Linked DNA regions of Mus musculus: all the other regions are linked to region 2. Evidence: chromatin contacts called from public Hi-C and HiChIP or PLAC-seq data. All regions are on one chromosome and are shown on one strand. The core of a region is the stretch at or near the end of the contact, and the rest is flanking DNA. Distances in the headings are between cores, read along the strand shown. Region 1 holds the start of Vav3 (vav 3 oncogene). Region 2 has its middle 73 kb from the start of Slc25a24. Region 3 overlaps Vav3 (vav 3 oncogene). Region 4 overlaps Vav3 (vav 3 oncogene).

Evidence for each region. Hi-C and Micro-C count contacts between places; a contact is called where the count stands out from the background. HiChIP or PLAC-seq counts read pairs in DNA pulled down with a chosen protein or histone mark.
Region 1: a contact with region 2 is called in an H3K4me3 HiChIP or PLAC-seq map of bone marrow-derived macrophages, with 8 times the contacts expected there. The contact joins the promoter of Vav3 here to the enhancer-like site in region 2. A contact is called at or near these places in 14 of 39 promoter capture datasets (the 3T3-L1 cell line, 3T3-L1-derived adipocytes, the HPC-7 cell line and 10 more), 1 of 15 datasets of contacts at CTCF or cohesin (CD8 T cells), 10 of 484 Hi-C or Micro-C datasets (Th2 cells, bone marrow-derived macrophages, cerebellar granule neurons and 6 more), 14 of 115 datasets of contacts at active chromatin or transcription factors (CD8 T cells, acute myeloid leukemia, bone marrow-derived macrophages and 8 more) and 3 of 9 other capture datasets (adipose tissue, embryonic stem cells and liver).
Region 3: a Hi-C map of bone marrow-derived macrophages shows a contact between it and region 2, with 28 read pairs. The contact joins two enhancer-like sites. A contact is called at or near these places in 3 of 484 Hi-C or Micro-C datasets (bone marrow-derived macrophages, nephron progenitors and trophoblast stem cells) and 1 of 9 other capture datasets (embryonic stem cells).
Region 4: a contact with region 2 is called in a BATF HiChIP or PLAC-seq map of CD8 T cells, with 6 read pairs. The contact joins two enhancer-like sites. A contact is called at or near these places in 1 of 15 datasets of contacts at CTCF or cohesin (the NIH/3T3 cell line), 3 of 484 Hi-C or Micro-C datasets (the Ba/F3 cell line, conventional dendritic cells and nephron progenitors) and 1 of 115 datasets of contacts at active chromatin or transcription factors (CD8 T cells).

What each region holds. Positions count from the first base shown.
Region 1 is chr3:109,339,331-109,342,030 of GRCm38.p6, forward strand. It overlaps Vav3 (vav 3 oncogene), which reads left to right and starts at 1,353. Exons shown (of 27, transcript NM_020505.2): 1 at 1,353-1,912. The coding sequence starts at 1,709.
Region 2 is chr3:109,195,026-109,197,725 of GRCm38.p6, forward strand. No RefSeq gene overlaps it. Among named protein-coding and RNA genes, the nearest start is that of Slc25a24, 73 kb to the left of the region's middle. Within about 2 kb of position 1,351, at least 31 of the 459 cell types and tissues checked have an H3K27ac peak or open chromatin away from gene starts, as enhancers often do. A contact at or near this core is called in CD8 T cells, the HPC-7 cell line, Th2 cells and 1 more, where this site is marked.
Region 3 is chr3:109,418,161-109,420,860 of GRCm38.p6, forward strand. The region is part of intron 1 of Vav3 (vav 3 oncogene); the gene reads left to right. Among named protein-coding and RNA genes, the nearest start is that of Vav3, 79 kb to the left of the region's middle. Within about 2 kb of position 1,356, at least 5 of the 459 cell types and tissues checked have an H3K27ac peak or open chromatin away from gene starts, as enhancers often do. A contact at or near this core is called in bone marrow-derived macrophages, where this site is marked.
Region 4 is chr3:109,383,088-109,385,828 of GRCm38.p6, forward strand. The region is part of intron 1 of Vav3 (vav 3 oncogene); the gene reads left to right. Among named protein-coding and RNA genes, the nearest start is that of Vav3, 44 kb to the left of the region's middle. Within about 2 kb of position 1,309, at least 10 of the 459 cell types and tissues checked have an H3K27ac peak or open chromatin away from gene starts, as enhancers often do. A contact at or near this core is called in CD8 T cells, where this site is marked.

The DNA of each region.
Region 1 (2,700 bases), core at 103-2,602, 140 kb after region 2:
CACTTTACAGTTTCGGTGATACAGTATTGCTAAGGATTGATCCTCCTGTAGTTTCAGGCTTTCAAACCTATTATGGTCTAGGAAACATTGTGCTATTGATGGACTCCACAGTGTGCACAGAGGAAGTTGCTGGGGACGGATGCATGCGAGGAAAGGAAATCCTTAGGCTGATTTATTATTGTTTAAGGCTGGTTGTGTACACAGCAGGCCACGCTTGCTACAGTCACGCATAAAAGAAGCGAACTTCTGTCCCAACAGATCATGTACTTTTTAAAAGTTACGTTTTGTCCTGTTTATAAAATCAATAAGATCCACAATCGAAAATTTGAGCTACAAATATCTAATGAAACAGCAGCAGCAGCAGCAGCAGCAGCAGCAGCAGCAGCAACAACAGATATAAAATCCCACCAAACTAGATTTCAATTAAAAAAAAAAAAAGACTAGCGAAGAGGGCATTTACAGGGAGTTGTCAGAGTTCAGTGAAATAATATATTACTACAAAAAGCTTATACACCCTTTTCGGCTTTGTAGGGCAGTGGGAATAAAAAAGACAGGGAGAACCTTGCCTCAGTATGACAGAGTTGACATGTGTGGGTGTGTGTGGGGGGGAACTTTCCAATTTTCCCCAGGGTTCTCCAAATATGCTGACCCAGTCTCTCAGTGTCTCGGTACTGAAGCGATTTGAGCTCAAACCTGGTGGCAAGTCACTGACGCATGCGCGCTCTTGCCTCTGTGTCACCGGCCAGTTTTCTTTTTTTCTCAGGCAGGATTTTGAAGATCAGCAAAAGGCGCTGGACTGCTTTAGTGAACAGTTCCAAGCCTGGGAGATATGCAAAACCTACTTCTTTCCCTCTACCTAGGCTGAAGCTGCAATTGTCCCCACGTCACGCACTTTCAAGGTGTCAAAACATTCTCAGAAGAAACTGACTTTCAGGAAGGGGCTGAGGATGGACCTGGAGGAGGCGGGACCAGGGGCCGATCACAAACTTTCCATGCTGCGTTCTCCAGCTGCGCGTAGTGCACATCTCATTTCTCCAGGCTCCCTGTGTCCCAGTTAAGCCTTGGCTCCTCTGAGACCCTCTTAATTTAAATCGCATTCATTGTTCAGGGTGTCCCCGGGGACACCCCTGCGAATCTCAGTGTTCAGCCACACTTCCTAGGAAGCCGCGCCGATGGGCTAATCCCTGGACGCCCCGGGGTTGTGCAAGCTCCACTCATCCGAGGGTTCACGGGCGGGCGGGGGCGCCGGGATCCCCTTTGTGGCCGCCGCCCCAACTCGGCCCGCTCCTCCCCCCAGCCGCCCCGCCCTCAGCCCCGGACCCCCAGCCAGGGCGGCGGGCACGCTCGCACCCGCGCCTCCGGGGACTCGCGGACCGCACAGACCGGCCAGGCGCGCTGGGCATGCTCAGTCGCGGGGCGCCAGGCTCGCCAGTCGGAAGCCAGTGCTCAGCGGAGCCGGCCGGGGCGCACCGAGAGCGCGCGGCACTCGCTGCTGCAGCGGCGGCCGGGCCGCGGCGCATCCGGGCGGGGACCCGAGGCGAGTCCCACGCGGCGTCCCCGAGCCGCCGGCAGCGGCGCCCGCTCCAGAAAGGCAAAGCGAACCAGGGGCCATCAGCGCGACTGGCGTCGGCGGGGCTCTGACGCTCCGCGGCGGCCACCTCAGAGTCGCTGCCCGCCCCGGCCGGGCCGGGTCCGGGAGCCGTCGGACATGGAGCCGTGGAAGCAGTGCGCTCAGTGGCTCATCCACAGCAAGGTGCTGCCCCCCAACCATCGGGTGACCTGGGACTCGGCGCAGGTGTTCGACCTGGCGCAGACCCTTCGCGATGGAGTCCTGCTCTGCCAGCTGCTCAACAACCTGCGGCCACACTCCATCAATCTGAAGGAGATCAACCTGAGGCCCCAGATGTCCCAGGTATGGAGGCCACCCCGCGACCCCGCTGCCCGTCAGAGGCTCCCATTAATCATCCGGATAATTTCTTTGTGTAAATGCAAACATCTAGGTGCGCTCCGCTTTGCCCTGCCTCTCAGTTCTCAGCTTGGGGGCTTTTCCTCACTTGCCTTGAAATGACTTAGCTTCTAAGCAGAACTAATAAAGCCTTGCGTCGGGAGATGGTGTATGGAATCCTAAAGGTTTCTGGGAGGCGGGAAGAAATAAGTTATCCTAGGGCGCGTTTCACCTTTCTGCCCCCCCCCCCCGTGTGTGTGTGTGTGTGTGTGTGTGTGTGTGATAACAAAGAGGGAGTCGGCTCTAAAATAACAATGAGAAGGGATGAGATGAAGCGGTGGGGTTAATTTTGCTTTGACTTATTTTTTGCTTTCATTTGGTCCTCACGTTCTGGAAAGAGGAACTGTGCCATAGATGAGGACTCTAGGAAGTGGAGGGCGTTTGGTACCGTTATCTGCTCAGAGGAAATAAACCAAGAGGGACACAGAGAGCCTTCCTGAAGTTCCCCACCCCGCCCCCTAAGCCCGTGGCCTGTTAGCAAACTGGAAGGTTGTGTTTATAGCTTGTCTGAAAACGTAAGGGGAGCCAGCCCAGCCTCCCTCACCGGTGGCAGGAAGTGAGAAGTTTTGCTGGAGACTCTGCTTTTTTTCATTGGGTCTTGCGATCAGGTAGCTTGGAGGCACTTGGGCTTCTGTGGCCTTAGCTTGGAGATACCTCTTTGAGGGTTCTGATTAAAATCCAGTCCTGGAAGGCAC
Region 2 (2,700 bases), core at 101-2,600:
TCTTCTGGGATTTTTTGCTGCAGCAGAATCCCACTTCTGGGACCAATTTTTTGTGTCCACCAAAGTCGACCTAGTTTGGATGAAAGGATCACATTCTTTTAAATATTTGATGGTTTAAACACACTGTCACGGGTTCATTTAAGGTCAACAGAGACCATGTTCATAATTTTTCCATGCTAAGAACTTCTCTGATCATAGCAAAGGAAAAACTAAGGGTGCCCTGGTCATTTGTCTAAGTGACATGGACTTATCTTTGTTCCTTCTTTTCCTTACCATATAATGCAAGAAGTGGATATCAGAAACCTTGTTTCCTAAGTTCCTACGTCAGCCAACTACTTGGTTTGCTAGTGGGAGGCACTGGAGGAAAATCCAGGTAAATCTTTAATATTGGAAGTGATGGGGACAAGTGTAGTACAGCAGGAGTTGTACCACACTAGTTGACTAGTCTGAGGCTTTCTCTCTGCCCCTCCAGTTGTCCTCAGGGTTACTTTCCAAGTTCCATTTGAGTGAGTCTTTTGGTGGTGTTGAGTATTTGTCAACTTTAAAAAAAAAAGATGAAGGACAATTTTATTAGCTTTTAGAAGAGAAAAACTCCTGCAAGGCAGGCAAATTGTACATCTTCCAGGAAGATGGGAATGGAGGACAGAAGAAAAGAAATCTATTTAAGTGGACATGGAGGTCAGACACATGGCAGACAAGCAGCCACATGATGGGAGGGGAAACTTCAGAGAAAGAAGAAAGAGCCAAAGTACTAAAGAAAGCATCCCGAGGTTCCGGTCAGTGTCTGGAAGAGAGTCAGAAGCATTTTAGGTTGTTGGCTTGGGTTTTCAGGGTGAGTTTGGAAGTTTCGGTAACTCCACCTCACTGCCATCACTCCCCTTGAGGAAGTCCTTGGAGAGACCTCGCATTTTCTTTGTGAGATCCTGGGTCATAAAGTTTGGGTGAATTTAGACTGTGATCCTCAGAGGCTGTGAAATCTCAGGAGAGAGGCTAGATTTCCTCTTTGTGCCAATGCCAGGTACAGGCACACGGTCTCTTTCTGCAGAGAAGGAGGCATTTGTTCCTCATCTTCTTTATTCTGAGCCTGGTTGAGATTTCCCTTGTGTGCAGGTCTCTCTGTGTGATTCTCTGTGTTTTGAAGGATCTGGGGTTTGCTTTCCTTTCCTGGGCATTGTGAGTTTTACACTCTTTGCCTCCAGGGCATTGCAAACTTCCTGCAGGGTTTGGTCTCTGCTTCCCTTGGCAGGTTCTTGTTCTCAGCTCAGACTTGAACTTCCTTTGTACCATCTCTGGGATGGATTCATAGCAGTTCTTTAGAACTGCATGTTTCATTTTGCGTTTTAGATGATTCATTTGGGAAGGTTGTTTAAGGTGACTAATGCTGAGATGACACACGGAAACCCACATCTCATTTCCCTTTTTATAGTAGAAGAAATAAAACACACTCAGAAAACAGTATTCATTTAAAAATGCACAACTGTACCAAACTGATGTGGGAAATAGATAAGATGCTTAGTTATAGATAACTAGGTTGTCATGATTACTAGCTAGTAACAAGGAACTGGCTATACTTATCCTTTTGCATTAAGTTTCTCAGTTCACCTTGGTTGTTGTGATGTAAGAAGACATGTTTAAGGAATCGAAATAAAATTGGCTGGAAATCCCATCATTTCTTGTGCCCCCTCAGCTTCTTTTCTGTTCTTATATTGCTTCCCCACAAAACTCTCACTCCTATGTAGATCAGTAGACTTCTCTTTACTTCACTTCTTGCCTATCCTGAATTCATCTAATTGTTCACCGTAACTAAGGGAAATTAAGACATAATAAACATAAGATTATTTCTAGATCTCACCACCTAGTTTTGCAAATCGTTATCTTTCTCCTCCCTCTTCTCCTCTCCATGTGATCTTTGGTGATGATAAATGTGATCAGGCAGAAAGAGTATGGATCTAGTGTCTACACTGGGCTACAACTTTGGTGAAAAGAACCAGAAATACCAAATGTTTATCAGTTTGGCTTTTCTGTAACACTTTTAGTGGATATTTTTAGTATATATTCAAGGACTTTTTTTGACAGAAAAAAAAATCATTGAAAGGCTTCTAGAGCATTATGGATCCACTGAATCTTTTCATAATTTTCTTTGAAACGGGGTCAAAATAACACTTGTGATACAATCTATACCATCAGGTTATGTGGCTACTTTCATCCAGTGAAAATCTGTGGTTTAAGTGGGGTGATTTTATAATATTTTATCGATTAACCATTCTTTACTAGCAATTCGTTTAGTCATGCCATCAATAAACCATTTTTTTTACACCATTGTTAAAACTACAACATTTCCTTTTGCTTTGAAGAAATTCAAGTTTTGAAGACTATCAGAATCTTGCGTTTAGAATATTAGTTGCCTCACAGGCAGCTTAGGTACCAGGCATGTTTAGATGATGTGGTGTGACTTGGATGCTGAGTGAAGTGCCCTGCGGGGAGCAAGCAGAGGTACTTTAGCACAGGGGACTCTGGGTGTCCTAGTTTTGTTTCCTTTTGCTGTGATAAAACACTCTGACTAAAGCAACTTGGAGGAGTAAGTATTTTAGCTCACAATTCCAGCTAAAAGTTCATCAAAGGGGAGAAGTCACAATTCCAGGTAACAGTTCATCACGATGGCAGGAAGCTGAACCAGACAGTCATATCCACAGTCAAGAG
Region 3 (2,700 bases), core at 106-2,605, 220 kb after region 2:
CCTGTAGAAGAATTCAAATTTATCCACTCTTATCTCCTTGTACAAAGCCCAAGTCTAAGTGGATCAAGGAACTCCACATAAAACCAGAGACACTGAAACTTATAGAGGAGAAAGTGGAGAAAAGCCTCAAAGATATGGGCACAGGGGAAAATTCCTGAACAGAACAGCATTGGCTTGTGCTGTAAGATTGAGAATTAACAAATGGGACCTCATAAAATTGCAAAGCTTTTGTAAGGCAAAAGACACTGTCAATAAGACAAAAAGGCCACCAACAGATTGGGAAAGGATCTTCACCAATCCTAAATCAGATAGGGGACTAATATCCAATATACACAAATAACTCAAGAATCTGGACTCCAGAAAATCAAATAACCCTATTAAAAATGAGGTACAGAGCTAAACAAAGAATTTTCTTTTTCTTTTCTTTTTTTCTTTTTTTCCTTCCTTCCTTCCTTCCTTCCTTCCTTCCTTCCTTCCTTCCTTCCTTCCTTCCTTCCTTTCTTTCTTTCTTTCTTTCTGAGACAGTGTTTCTCTGTATAGCCCTGGGTGTCCTGGAACTCACTTTGTAGACCAGGCTGGCCTCGAACTCATAAATCTGCCTGCCTCTGCCTCCCAAGTGCTGGCATTAAAGGCATGCACCACCACCGCCCGGCTAAGAATTTTCAACTGAGGAATACCAAATGTCTGAGAAGCACCTGAAAAATGTTCAACATCCTTAATCATCAGGGAAATGCAAATCAAAACAACCCTGAGATTCCACCTCACACCAGTCAGAATTGCTAAGATCAAAAATTCAGGTGACAGCAGATGCTGTTGAGGATGTGGTGAAAGAGGAACACTCCTCCATTGCTGTTGGGATTGCAAGCTGGTACAACCACTCTGGAAATCAGTCTGGTGGTTCCTCAGAAAATTTAACATAGTACTACTGGAGGATCCTGCAATACCTCTCCTGGGCATATACCCAGAAGATATTCCAACTTGTAATAAGAACACAAGCTCCACTATGTTCATAATAGCCTTATTTATAATAGCCATAAGCTGGAAAGAACCCAGCTGTCCTTCAACAGAAGAATGGATACAGAAAATGTAGTACATTTACAGAATGGAGTACTAAGCAGCTATTAAAAACAATGAATTTATGATATTCTTAGGCAAATGGATGGATCTGAGGATATCATCCTGAGTGAGGTAACCCAATCACAAAAGAAGTCACTTGATATGCACTCACTGATAAGTGGATATTAGCTCAGAAAGTTAGAATACCCAAGATACAATTCACAAAACACATGAAACTCAAGAAGAAGGAAGTCCAAAGTGTGGATAATTTGTTCCTCCTATGACTGGGCACAAAATACCCATGGAAGGAGTTACATAGACAATGTGTGGAGCTGAGACGGAATGAAGGACCATCAAGAGACTGCCCTACCCAGGGATCCATCCCATAAACAGCCACCAAACCCAAACACTACTGCATATGCCAGCAAGATTTTGCTGACAGCACCTTGATGTAGCTATCTCTTTTGAGGCTATGCCCCTGCTTGGCAAATACAGAAGTGGATGCTCACAGTCACCTATTGGATGGAACACAGGGCCCCCAATGGAGGAGGTAAAGAAATTACTCAAGTAGTTGAAGGGGTCTGCAACCCTATAGGAGGAACAACAATATGAACTAACCAGTAACCCCAGAGCTCATATCTCTAGCTGCATATGTAGCAGAGAATGGCCTTGTGGAACATCAATGAGAGGAGAGGCCCTTGGCCTTGCGAAGATTATATGCCCCAGTACAGGGGAATGCCAGGGCCAGGAAGTGGGAGTGGGTGGGCTGGCGAGCATGGAATGGCGAGGGTATAGGGAACTTTTGGGATAGCATTTGAAATGTAAATGAATAAAATATCTAATAAAATTGTTTTTGAAAAAAATTAAAAATAAATTGCTTTGGAAACCACTGGAGTAGATCTTAGCTTGGGTGAAAACGTTATAAAAAGAGATTGAGGTTGGAATGGTAGAAATTTGAATAGCTAATAGGCATTAATTGCTAATTCTCTTTAAAATCAAGTCTGAAAATAATATGAGAAGTGGTTTTTTTATGTGTCCTGATGTTATTGGTACACAGGGGAACATTCTAACCTCTAAGAGACACATGCTGAGTGATTTAGGAGGGAATACCCCTGTCTGCACCCTCCTTTTCACAGCACAGACAGAATGTTTTTTGCGGTAACGGCCATGCACACGAAAGCACACACAGAGCTGTTGTGAGTGTGGAATAGGTGGAAGTACACGGTGTAGGTATATTATTCTTTCAGCCTTTGTGCTGGATTTCTTAAACTGGAAACTGAATAGAATCAAAGGAGTGAATACGTGAAGGAGCAGGGTGTCTGGTGGGCTCAGCTGTGTTTGGGACCTCCATAATGATGCCACAGCCCCCTTCCTCTGTCCCTCCACTCTGCTCCTGTTTTTGCCCACAGCAGAACACTTGGGAGTCCAGAGTGCATGCAGAGCCTAGTGCTTTCAGCCAAATTTTGAAGCACTATGAAGATCTCCCAGGAGTATTACTAGAAACGCTTAAAGCAGAGCCTTTTAGCTTTTCCAGTATCTATGATATTGCAGGCATTCAAAAACAGTTGGCTAAAACCAGGTATTAAACAGAGTAATCAGGCTAGTGAATTGCTGGAAAAGCAAGAGCACACGAGTGACTTTGTT
Region 4 (2,741 bases), core at 59-2,558, 190 kb after region 2:
AACTACCTGATCCTTTGTAAAGAAAAAAACCTGAAACTATGTAGATTTGCTTATAGTAGTTAAGGCTTTGATAGTAAAAGTTAATTTCCCTCTCTGATAGGCTGTACTCATTTAATATTACTTGAATTTATTTTTTGAGCTTTTTGTGAAGTAACCTTTTCAATGGGTTATTTGAAGTAACATTTTAAAAATTACCTCATTTATAGCAATGGATACTGAATTATTAGCACTCTGTGTTATTCTGGAGAGTTATAGATGCTTGACTTGATGCTGTCTTTCTGACCTTCTAGACCAGGTCGGACACTCCCTCCTCAGTGCCCTTGGGATTCCTTTTTGCCATGTTTCCCCCTACAGTTGTAGTTTCTCATAGGCCATAGAGCATAAAGGCAGAAAGCCTTCCTACTTTTTCTTTTTGCCAATCCAAATTCCAGGACCGAGGAAATGGACAACATATAATGCCATGGGTGCTCTTCAGTGATGGATTGCATTGCATTTGATGCTCATTAAATATCAAAGACTTACTGCATTCCCGTGTATGCCAGGGACTGCGCCTTTGCATTTGCAATGAGAGAGCCCTTGCCCTTGGGAAGCTCATCAACTGGAACAATGTGTGGTGTAATTCTCCCTTGGTTAACATTTATATACTGCTGGAAGGTTCTGGAAGCTTCCTCTATATTTAGGCCTCAAAGGAAAAGCAGAAAAGGGAAGAAAACCTAACTATGAAGAAGGATGGTTTTACCTGATTGAGGACAAGACTGAAGAATGTGATTTAAAGTCACCCTGGTTTACACTGGAGGGGACCCGTTCCATCCTCCAAGTGGTTCATCTGAGACATCTGTGGCCTCAGCGATGTGGTGGTGTCAGACGTAGCCATGCCAAGCTCGGCTTAGGAGAAACTCAACCTCCTAATTCAGGGGTCTTTTCTGTTGCGTTATAACCAGGGCACTTAAGATTAGGAAATGAGCCGACTGCTGATTGAGATTTAGCATATCATGTAACCTTTCTCATCTGCCTCAGTTTCTGTTTCTTTGCGAGGATTTTATCACCGTCAAATGTTTCTGTGGTGGTATTTTGCTAAGTCCTTTAGATCTATCTAGGCACAGTTTCAGCTTGTTGGATGATGTTTAAGGAGTGTTTCTTGGTGTGTGCAGCCCCTGTGGTCTGAAGAGTTTATGCTTCTTTCCTCACTCGATATTGAAGATGGTCCTTGTTGGGTCTCCAGGAACACCGCTGCCTCTTCAGTGCTGGTGTCTAGCTCTGCTCTGCACTTCATACACTTTCTGTCAGTTACACTTGGAAACACCCCCTTCCTTTACTTTTTAATGTCTCACCTACACACTTAGCCCACAGTCACTTGTGGTTCTGTGCCTCGCTGCTGCTCCTGTGAGCTCATCTTCATGTCTCAGTTCCTGCTGAGACACTTCTCTGACAGAGCAAATACCAGGTCCCACCTTCCCTTTCTCTCCTCGAAGTGTCTAGCACTGTGTGATGGCCCGTGTCCTTGCTAAGTCAGTGTGGAGCATTTGGCTGAAGTAACTTGAATGATTGAGGTTGCGTTTGGTTGTTGTATCTCAGATCCCTTGTGTTTCACAAGTCATAGAGCACTGTGGAGAAGAACAACTGGAGGAGGTGAGACCCTTTCTCTTAGAGCAGAGACACCGGCCATTTGTGAGTAGGTGACAGGCTGCAGAACATTTTTATGCACGTGAGCTTTCTTCTCACACTCAAGTCATGGGAGTAGACTGTTTAATTCCTTCCACGGTGATAGCATCAGGACACAAATAATTTACCTGTCAATCACATCTTTGGAGATGGACCTAATGACACCTGATTTCTACCGGAAGGACTGGAGTCACAGGAGCTACCAGGCTGTGAACTCTAATGGGCTGGCCCAGTACCCAATAATGCATATTTCTCTCTCCTCCCTCTCTGTTTTGTGCCAGATGTCCACTGAATTGCTCTATGAGTATGCTTCTGTCTGGATCTGCTGGCACAATTGCCAAGTGTCTCTCTCATCTGCTGAGATTCCATTCCCAGTCAGCTACTTCCCCTCACCTATCATCTGTCACTTTTATGAGGAGTATATAAACAAGTAGACATTTACGTTTATTATGCAAAAATAGTCCAAAGGCCTAAACATCCTAAGAAGCCTAGGTGTGGCATTTAAACATTTTAATGGTACCTCTTTTCACTCCGCTGGAGGTTTCTGTGTATAGGTGGGTGAGTGTTGCCAGAGTGGAGCTAGAGCTCTCAAACATCCTTGTTTTGAGAAAGGCAGATCCTTTTGTGTACATATATACCAGCATTGTTGAAATTTCATGGAACAGAGCCTTGGAAATGTATTCAGTCCTCAGGTTGAATGAATTCTGTTCTGTTGGTGGCATAAATTGGCTTTTTTATTTCAGGTTGGGAACGCATTGCTTCAATTATCTGATCATAAATTAGAGCATGCAGATTTTGGTTTTGGTAAGCAGTGTGATTTCATTTCAGACTCTTAATTTTGTATACGCCCTGAACTCAGACATTTGAGGAGCATCAAACTGTGTGTTCAGACTTCGGCTGAGGCATATTCGGTGTCAGGATTTGATATCTGTGACCTTCTCACGTTTCCCCAGGGAACATTAGCTTGTGGAAGTCTTCCTAAACATTTCCTTTGCTTTTGGTTTATACATTCGGCTGCCAAGCCATTTTAAACATGATTAAAAATTTAAAGCATTAAAAATAGATTTAGACCATAGACA